2 separate regions of the Sus scrofa genome follow, and region 2 is linked to region 1. The links are chromatin contacts, called in public HiChIP or PLAC-seq maps. All regions are on one chromosome and are shown on one strand. The core of a region is the stretch at or near the end of the contact, and the rest is flanking DNA. Distances in the headings are between cores, read along the strand shown. Region 1 holds the start of PSMD5 (26S proteasome non-ATPase regulatory subunit 5). Region 2 holds the start of STOM (erythrocyte band 7 integral membrane protein).

Region 1 (4,767 bases), core at 1,273-3,772:
GTCCCAGAGTTCAGCACAGGACCCCGCACAGATTATGCTCAACAAATGTTTGTCAAGTGATCACATGACATGGATGCGTGACTGGTGATTATAAGGATGGTCATGATGAAGGTAATGTTGGGGTAACAGGGAAGGATGGCAAGAGATGAACTGTTATTTGGAAGAAACCATCTTTATAGTCTTTTCTTGCTTCAACTCAGGCACTTCTACTCTCTCCAGATTCAATTCCAAGATTAGACTCCAAAAGTCCATTTAAGCCTTTGGCAGATTCTTAAGATATGGTAAGTCTCAGAGCCACTCACTACCTGAGGCTCCAAGCTCTTCTGGACACTTCTTACCCTCTTTCTTTCTTTCCTCCTCCTTACTGGATTCAGATCCGGCCTCAAGACTCTTCAGATTCTGTACCATTTTTTTCACACACTTCTTTTTGTTTGTGTCTTCCTTTCTCTTCAACTCTCTGCTTAATTTTGAAGGTTCTTTTGCACCTCTTTATAAGTATACAATTTACTAAAATCTTTTGTAAAAGCCAAACTTCCAGCCAGGAAAGAATCCGTATCAACTGCATCAATGAGGTCTGGCGCCTAGTATAAGACAGTATTTGGTTTCCTTAGGTTCATCTTTATCTCTGGTTCCAGAGATTTGTCTTCTTCCTCATCTACAGATACAGACTGTTATTGCCAAAGCTTGAAACAAGTAGCTCATTAATTTTACTTTCATCGATATCAATGAATTGAAAACCCATCCATTTTGCAGACTGTTTTTCAACCTCTTCATTAGCTCTAGGGAAACATGCATAATCACCAGCATCATCCCAAAGTTTCCACTAGGCTTTATTAAGAGCAGCTGGTTTTTTATCATCCCTCACCTCTTTTATTACTACCAAAGCATCAGCAAGGCTTTTTTTTCAATAGAGTCAGCAAAGTGGTCAAATACACGCTCCGTGCAGAACCTCTTGAAAGCTTCAACTATACCCTGATCCAAGGGCTGAAGATAGTTAGTGCTTTCCAGAGGGAGAAACACAATATCAACATTAGAATGAACAAAGAATATGAGTCTAGGTAATTGGGACACCGGTCCAAAGTTAGCAACACTGAATTCAAGATTTTTTTCTGGGGTGTTCCTGTTGTGGCTCAGCAGAAATGAACCCAGCTAGTATCCATGAGAATGCGGCTTCAATCTCTGGCCTCGTTCAGTGGGTTAAAGATCTGGCTTGCCATGTGGTGTAGGTCGCAGACCCAGCTCGGATCCTACATGGCTGTGGGGAGGCTGGCAGCTGCAGCTCCGATGTGACCCCTAGCCTGGGAACTTCCATATGGCGCACCTGTGGCCCTAAAAAAGATTTTTTTTTGTTAAATAATTCCAGGTTCGATGAGTAAGACAATTAGGAAACCAATCCAAAATGATGACAGCTGTTAAAGATACTGTTAGTGACCGCCAGAAAACAGGAAGGCGTTTATTTTTTTCCACAAGACAAGTAGGATTAGGATCTTCATAAAGCAGCAACGATTTTTATCATTTTCTCACCTGCATCGATGGCACAAAAAATGAGGGAAAATCTATCCTTAGCTTCCTCTAAACTTTCCGGATTTTTGTTTCTTTCCCCAAAAACACACGAAGGAAAGCACTTTCAAAACAGGCTCATCTCCTTGGCGTTGAAGACCTACTGAGACACAAAGCCTCCGGCTCCCCTCAGTTTCTGGAGTTGCTTGGAATACATGAGAGCCGACTGGGTATTTAACGGTTCTTCCTCCCCCACCAACTTCGAATTTCTCAGACTACAGCCACTTCCCCACTTCTCAAACCATCCCTTGTACGCTGAAAACTTCTCTGGGTTGCCCCCGCAGCTGGCCTTCGGCGTCAGAGACCGGCCCCCTTTGGTCTAATCCTACACCCAAAAGATTAACGCAAGTCTCCATCTTCTCAATGTTTACGACACGGGGAATGCACAGCACCTGGAGTAGATGGCGAAATATGCTGGCCCTGATGGCCTTCTCGTTTTGCTTCAGGATCCGTGTGGTTGCCTGACTGACGCCCAAAGGGCGCCCCACGCCGCCTTTACTCACGCCTTCCTCCAGGTTATCGAGAATTTTCATTTCGTCTTCCAGAGCCATGACCCTCCGCCTCCTCTTAAAACGTCTTTGGCCCGGGAGCAGTACGCCCATCCCTCCGCTCGGCCTAAGACGCTGCTCAAGCTGCAGCGGCCTCCACTTTAACCACTGCTGAGAGCCTGGCTTTAGAGCCGGGGGACGCCCGCAGGGCCGTTTAACCTTCGGTTGGTCCTCATTCTCCCTACTCCGCTTGCGGGGCACTTCCTCTGCCTTCCCTCTCGGTGGGAAAGAAGCAAACAGACCGCAGCATCGGACTGTGGAACTAACAGAGCCGTAGCCAAGATGACACCCCGCGCGACCCCGTAACATCAGCGACCCCAATGGGTCCTGGTCTCGCGAGGCTTAGCAGCCCCTGAGCGCGCGCGGCCGCCAACTCTGAAATGCTATTGGCTCGCCCTGGCTGGTCCCAGTCCTGCCAAAACTCAGGGAACAGAGGCTGCGCCAGGCGGATCTCGCGAGGTTCGGGAAAATGCGCCGGGAAGAGGGCCGGCACATAGGCGGGAGGGGGCAAGATGGCGGCCCAGGTGCTGGCGCTCCTGAGGGAGGTGTCGCGGCTGGAGGCGCCGCTGGAGGAGCTGCGCGCTCTGCAATCGGTGCTGCAGTCGGTGCCACTCAGCGAGCTCCGTGAGCATGCTGCGGAACTGCACCTCGGTCCGCTTTTCTCCCTGCTCAACGAGAACCATCGGTGAGAGGATCCTTCTACTTGAGAAGGGGAGAGTGACACCCCCAGTTATGGAGACAGGGATGGCGTGGTAGCGGGGGAGGCTTTTCCCAGTCTCAGAGAAGGTTGAATTTAGCTGAAATTTCAGAGAGGGGAGGATTCTGGGCTGAAAAGCGAAAGACAGTGTTCAAGTCCAGGCTCTGAGGTGTGCCCCTGGCAGTCGCTTGCCAGGGAGGACTCCACAATCCTATATCGAAGTCCTTGACTTTTCTCCTCCTCTTAAGAAGGGGTACTATCCTGGCAATTTGACCGGATCCATCAATATTTTAAACTCATACCTTTTGATCCAGTAATTCCTGTTATAGAAATTTAACGTAGAGGTATGCTCGCACACAAAATGTACTTTCATGATAGAAGGTGACAGCAAAACAAAAAAAAAAACCTAGGAACAACCTGAATATCCAATAAAAGGGGATTCTTAAATTGATGATACGTGACTATGTAATGCTATGAAGCTATTAGAAAAACTGAGGCAGATCCAGTATGTGGACATGGAAAGATCTCTAATATATGTTGCTGAATAAAAAGAAGAAAATTGAAGCCTTTATGATCTCATTATGTGTAATTTTAGAAAAGGATTACAGGAGTTTCCTGGTGGCTCAGCAGGTTAGGGATTCCACATTGTCACTGCATTGGCTCTAGTTACTCCTGTGGCACAGGTTTGATTCCTGGTCTGGTAACTTCTGAATGCCGGAAGGTGCAGCCAAAAAGGGGGGGTGGGGGCGGTTACAACCCTCCTACACCCTTGTGAACACAGGCCAGTGTAACATTAAGAGTATCTGAAACTATTAACATACAAGTGCAACTTTGAATGGTAGGTTGGCAACTATTTTCATTTTATGTACATCTGTAGTGTTTGATTTTAAACACTTTGTATTTGATCATCTGATAACTTAAAAGACTTTTGAAATGTTTGTGATCCAGAAATTGTAAAAGAGCTTTTCTTCTGGAAGAGAATGAAGCACTGGATCAACACTGGGTGATTTCAGAGGGTTTTCTTGGCTCTGACCTTCTAAAAGTCCTCCCTTTTCATATGTGTTCTCCCTCTGTTAATTTCTCTTAGTTAACATTCAAGTCTGCCTGTGCAATGTCTCTGTCCATTTTAATTCAGGCCCTCATTTTCTCCCTTTTGTTAGGTCTGTTGCATTAGTCTGACTTCTCATTCATTACCTCTGAGCTTCCTTTTCTAGTGTGTCCTTCCCACATTGCAACCACAGTGAACTGCCCAGGTCGTTTGGCTCACATCTTTTCCATGGTTTCCCATTGACTCCAGTGTAAAATCATGACTTGTTAGTCTGGCATTTGGACCTTACAATATGTTTCCACCCTACTTTTCCAGCCTCATCCTTTTTCTCCACTCTACACATTTCATCTGCTCCAGCTACCGCGTGGCAATACTTACTTTCCCTTGAGCATGACTTGGCACTTTCCTAACTTTGTTCACACCAGTCCTTCTAACTGAAATGCCTCACCCTCTCTCCAAATCTGTCCATCCTTTAAGGCCCAGGTGAATTACCACCTCATCCAAAAAGGCTTTCTCAGTCACTACAGTTGGCAAGGGACTGGCCACGGATCTCCAGATCTGTTAACTTCTATTAATGATATTTGACAGTATCGCTTTATGTTATAATTCCATATGTGTTTGTTTCTAATCTGTAAATTCTTTGAAGGCAAAGAATATTTTGTTCATCTCTGCATGCTTCCTAAGGTGTAGCACATAATACAATATATGGCAAATGAGACATTAAACTCATGAATTTTAGAGAGCCCACCTAGTCCAATCACTTTATATTAAAGATGAAGAGAGTTTCAGTGACCACAACATAAGTTAATACCAGAGTTGCAATAGGAACAGAAATTTAGGGGAGTTTGAAGACAAAGTTTCATGGGATAGGTGGTTTATTGAATGGAGGAGCAGTGCTCTAGGAAACAATTTTA
Region 2 (4,767 bases), core at 949-3,448, 540 kb before region 1:
GTGCATGGTAAGTGAAATTCAGCATTATAAAATCAAAATCTGTAAACTCCCATCTATCCTGAAAGTCATTTAAAAATCGAGTCAAAACTTGTTCTTAGTTTGGGGCCTGAAATTAGCTCCTGAACTGATGCAATCTGAAACCAGAGCCAGCAAGTGTTTACCAAAGTCTTTTTCCCAAAGGGAAAAGTCTCTTTTCTAATTCTCTAGAAGTGATGCTGTTGGGATTGCCTTGAGAATTGAACAAAGGTAGCAGGTAGGAGTACAAAAAATAAATTCATTCTGAAATATTTTCCTTTCCAGCAAAATCGAAAGCTAAATACTTTTCCACAATATGCAATTTTTAATCAAGCCCTTTTTTTTTCTGGACCCGTGGCTTATGGAAGTTCTTAGGCCAGGGATCAACCTGGAACCCATGCCGCCACAGCCACCCAAGCCGCTTCAGTGACACCAGATCCATAAACCACTGCACCACAATGGGAACTCCAAGCCCTCCTTTACTAGAGGTTTTAATTAGCTGCTTGTGCATTTGCTCCTCTTTCCTGGAAACCGCAGCATAAACAGGAAATCCAGGCCTCTGGGGCTTATTCACTGCAGAATGGAAAAAATGAAGCCATGGACTTTCTCAAGGATGATTTAGAAAGGATCATTAAATTACTGTACTCCCCTCCTTATCTTCTCCAGAAGGCTTATAAACCAAGTGACTGCACAAGCTGTATTCCACCTCCAGGAATATAAACAGCTCTTTTCCCACATGTGGCTGGAAATAAACTTGAGAGCTCTGCACCAGGCTAGTATCACATGCTAGAGTCTACACCCCAAAGCAAAGGCGATCAGCCACTCCCTAACACCTGTTACAATTGTGGGTGCTCCACTTTCTACCCTGACAACCACAAGGCAGAGCTACAACTACAGAGAAACCCTACCATTTCAATTATGTAAACACCACAGGGTTGGGTATTACACAGCCAAAGGGAGATCTTGGTGGTGATGGAACAGTGCTGTTATCTTGACTGCAGTGGTGGTTATACGAATCTATGCATGAGACAATATGGCATAGAACTATGTGTACACTTGTGCCACTCTCAACTTCCTGGCTTTGATATTACAGTTAAGTAAGACATAACCATTGGGGGAAACTGGGTAGCGGGTACACATAACCTCTCCGTACTGTCTTTGCAACTTCCTGTGAATCTGTATTTATTTCAAAATAAAATGGTTTTACAAGTGCACCTGCTGGTGCACATCACCCTGCTTTGGACGGTTTGCATTAGGACAAGTCATGGAGAATACAACAGAGCCTGGTTTTCAAATGTGAAGTTTCAGTCACCACCTAACGCAAAGCTTGAGGTCGGGGATACCCTTGCCTGTGCTTTTCCCTCCTCCTGGAATTCCCTTTCTGACCTCCCGTGTCCCGCCTGTCCCCCTTCCCAAGGCCGGCTCCTTTTCATCGTTGAGGTCACAGGTCAATGCCACCGCCTTACAGAGGTCTTTCCTTGTCCCCGTAACTAATGCAGCTGCCTTCGGCTATCCTGAGTCCCCTGCGCCCTTCCTCGAGATCTTCCCCACGTGACGATTTGGCTTGTTTGCTTGCTGGTTACCTGTGTCAATGCCACGGGGGCGGGCCCGCTCTACACCCAGCAATGAGCACGCTGCTCGGTGATGGCAGGAGCTCAGAAAGGATTGTATTTGAATAAACGCACCTCACTCGAATTCATTCCCTTAGGCTCGAGGGTGGTGGCACGGTTTCTTCCCCTCACACCATCGGTCCTCTCAGGTCAGGGCGGGCCTCGTCCCCCTCACTTTGGCACACGGGTGCCCCTCGGCCTCCTCCCCTCATTCGGACCCCACCTCGCCCAATGAGGGCACCATTTTCCTCTAAGTCTTCTGCCCAGAAGGGCGCCTTTTTCTTTTTCGTAGCCTTTTCTCAGGCCATCACTCAACTTCCCCTCCCCTCTCTCTTCAGCAGCCGCCCCCCCGGCTCCACGGCTTCTGCCTCTCCCTTCCGGTGCCTTCTCTCCCTTCCGGTGCTGCCAGAGTCCGGATCCCCTCTTTCGGGGCGCCTCGCCCCTCAGGCCACGCCCCCCAGCCCGGGGACTTGAGGGAAGCGCCCCAGAAGCGGCTGCACCGGAGGGGAGGGCGGTGGAGGGTGGGGGCGTGTCCTCCTTGGTCCTGGGCGTCGATTGGCCCGGCCTCAGGGAGGGGGCGGGACCGCTGCCTGGGTCTCGAGATCCTGAGTCTTCGCGGGGCATTCCTCTCAGCTCCTTCTCCAGCCCCGGACCTGGTGACTGCGACGCAAGAGTAGCTACTCTGGTTCGGGCAGCATGTCTGACAAGCGGCCAGCAGCGGACGCCCAAGCTCGGCGGCTCCCCGACTCCTTCAAGGGTGAGCCCCGTGCCCCTGACGAGGCCCTTGGGGTCTCCCGCCCACCCCTTAACCCTCCCCTCGGAAACTAGCCCCAGCCCAGAGGTTCCAGGACTGTGTCCAATGTTTCTTAGACAAGCGACCGCTGCCCAAAGCCGCGGTTTCCCCACTTGTGCGCTGAGGATGACGAGCCCTGCTTCTCGGGCTGGGAGTTAGGTTTAGGAATGTTAAGGTGCAGAGTGCACACCCGGTGCTCGGCACTGAGTGGAAGCGCCAACAGAGGGCGCGTCTCCGATGTTCATAGCCAGAGCAGGGGCTTGCGTTATCCAGCGGCTGCCAGATGCCAGGCCCTGTGCCAGCGCTTTCTGCTCATTATCTCGTGGCACGCACGCGGATGTGGAAATGCAAGAGAGACTGGAGGCCAGCGAGTGATGCAGCCGCGATCCAAAGGCGCACGCCACACCCAGGGCCTGCTTTTCCCTTCCCTCTTCCTCGGAGGCCAGCTCCACCACCCCGCCTTCGCCCACCCCGAGTGAGCCTCCCTCCGCCTGAACTGGAAAGAATTCCTGCTCCCCACCCTGGCCAATTTCCTATTAGCCGCAAGACAGACCTGTATGGTTTCTCCACAAGTGCCTGACATATTTGCAGAAAAAAGAAGAAAGTCTCTGTTTGGCATTCTTCCCATATCTCTTAGCAGCTTCACTTTCTGCCCCCTTTACTTCCTTTGTCCTAGGAACCTCGCCTTCAGGGCTTTTGTTCCTCACAAAGCACAAGTTCCCTACCCTATCAGGGCCTTCCCGATCTTGAAGGCAGAAATCGTGTGAGTGGCTCAGTGTGTTCCCATGTGAAGGAACTAGTACCCTTGAGAGGGGTATCACCTTGAACCTTTATGGCTAACTCCTTGGGGAGGAGGGAGGGTTTCATAAAGAGAGGCAGTAAACCCCTCTGGGTACCGGTTCCTCCCAGAGGCGCTTAGAGGTCCAAAGGAATTATTTCTAAGGATGGAATTTCAGATGGAATGATATAGTGAAAGAAATTTAAAGGACTGGGTGGGCTTTTACAGCACCGCACAAAGAACACTGTGCTGGCCGCATCTATTCTGATTATTTTGTAATTCCAGCCTTGTCCACTGATCCTGTCTTTCCCAGTTTCCCTTCACCAGCAATCTTTGTCTTTAGTTCCTTCAGGAACATCAAAGGAATTATAAAAAATCTTAATCCCTCACTTGTCTCTGCTAAGTACATTGGAGAGTTATCTTCCCAAAGCAGGGGAATGTAACAGGGAGGATGTTTTGAAGTCACAAATTTCTAAGGAATGGAGCCCTACTTTAAGTCTGAGTTTGCCCATATAAAAATTGTGCAGTCTGCCTCTTTGATAGTTGTCATTTCCTAGAAAGGGAGGTGGCAGGATCCTTTCCTCTGTGCCCTGACCTGGAGGGAGACTAAAGGGCTATGGGAACAAGGTTAGAAGTTTGGTGAAACTGCAGTGGGAAATCTGCAACCTGTAGTTCTTTTGGAATAAGCATGATCTTTGTACTTAATGTTAGTTGTTTTTCATGGTTACAGACCAACTTTCACTCCCAAGTTCTTTTTCTTGGTTCTACACTTCACTAATTTTTAGACAGAAATCTTTTAAGAATCTGATGAAAGCTATGCACCCTCTCCTCTGAAAATCATACATACAAACACAATTTTGCTTGGTCTATGTCACCTTTTTTCATTTTTCTTTAATTATTTCTTTATTTTGCTTTTTATGGCTGCACCTGTGGTATGTGGAAGTTAATCAGAGCTGCAGCTCTGGTCTATGCCACAGCCACAGCAGTGCAGGATCCAAGCTGCATCTGTGACCTACACTACAGCTCTCAGCACTGCCAGATCCTTTAACACATTGAGCAGGGCCAGGGATTGAACCCGCATCCTCGTGGACACTAATCGGGTTCGTTACTGCTGAGCCACAAGGGGACCTCCCTGTCACCCTTTTTCAAAACGTAAGCCTTAAAGATCTGGTAGGAAATCCATTACTAGAATTTATTAAATAGAATTTATCAAGTGCTTGTCAAATGCCTGAAAGCTTTATAAGCGTTATCTAATGCAATCCTCTAACAGTTCCACAAGGAGGATGTCATTAGCTGACATTTTACAGCGAGGAAACTGAGGTTCAGAGTGGAAAAATCACCCACACCTGTGAACTAGGTTCAACCTTGGGCTGATATTCCAAATCATTTTCCCTATCCTAGAGCTACCTCCAAAGTGCATACCCAAAAGGAGGAACTTGTCAGACATCAGTACTTCACTGAAAATGAGAGACAGCAAAGCCCAAAGGAACTTCGCTTTCATTGAGATCTCTTGGATATGACAGCTCCAGGGGGCTGCTTCTGAGAGAAGCAATGGAATCTAAAAAAAAAAA

Evidence for each region. HiChIP or PLAC-seq counts read pairs in DNA pulled down with a chosen protein or histone mark.
Region 2: an H3K27ac HiChIP or PLAC-seq map of alveolar macrophages shows a contact between it and region 1. The contact joins the promoter of STOM here to the promoter of PSMD5 in region 1. A contact is called at or near these places in 1 of 47 Hi-C or Micro-C datasets (liver) and 1 of 2 datasets of contacts at active chromatin or transcription factors (alveolar macrophages).

What each region holds. Positions count from the first base shown.
Region 1 is chr1:260,866,522-260,871,288 of Sscrofa11.1, reverse strand. It overlaps PSMD5 (26S proteasome non-ATPase regulatory subunit 5), which reads left to right and starts at 2,522. Exons shown (of 10, transcript XM_021068163.1): 1 at 2,522-2,793. The coding sequence starts at 2,621. LOC102164650 (protein CutA homolog) reads right to left here and starts at 2,513. Exons shown (of 6, transcript XM_005660390.3): 1 at 1,953-2,513. The coding sequence starts at 2,417.
Region 2 is chr1:261,405,144-261,409,910 of Sscrofa11.1, reverse strand. STOM (erythrocyte band 7 integral membrane protein) reads left to right here and starts at 2,198. Exons shown (of 7, transcript XM_021068281.1): 1 at 2,198-2,382. The coding sequence starts at 2,322. It also overlaps the pseudogene LOC110259667.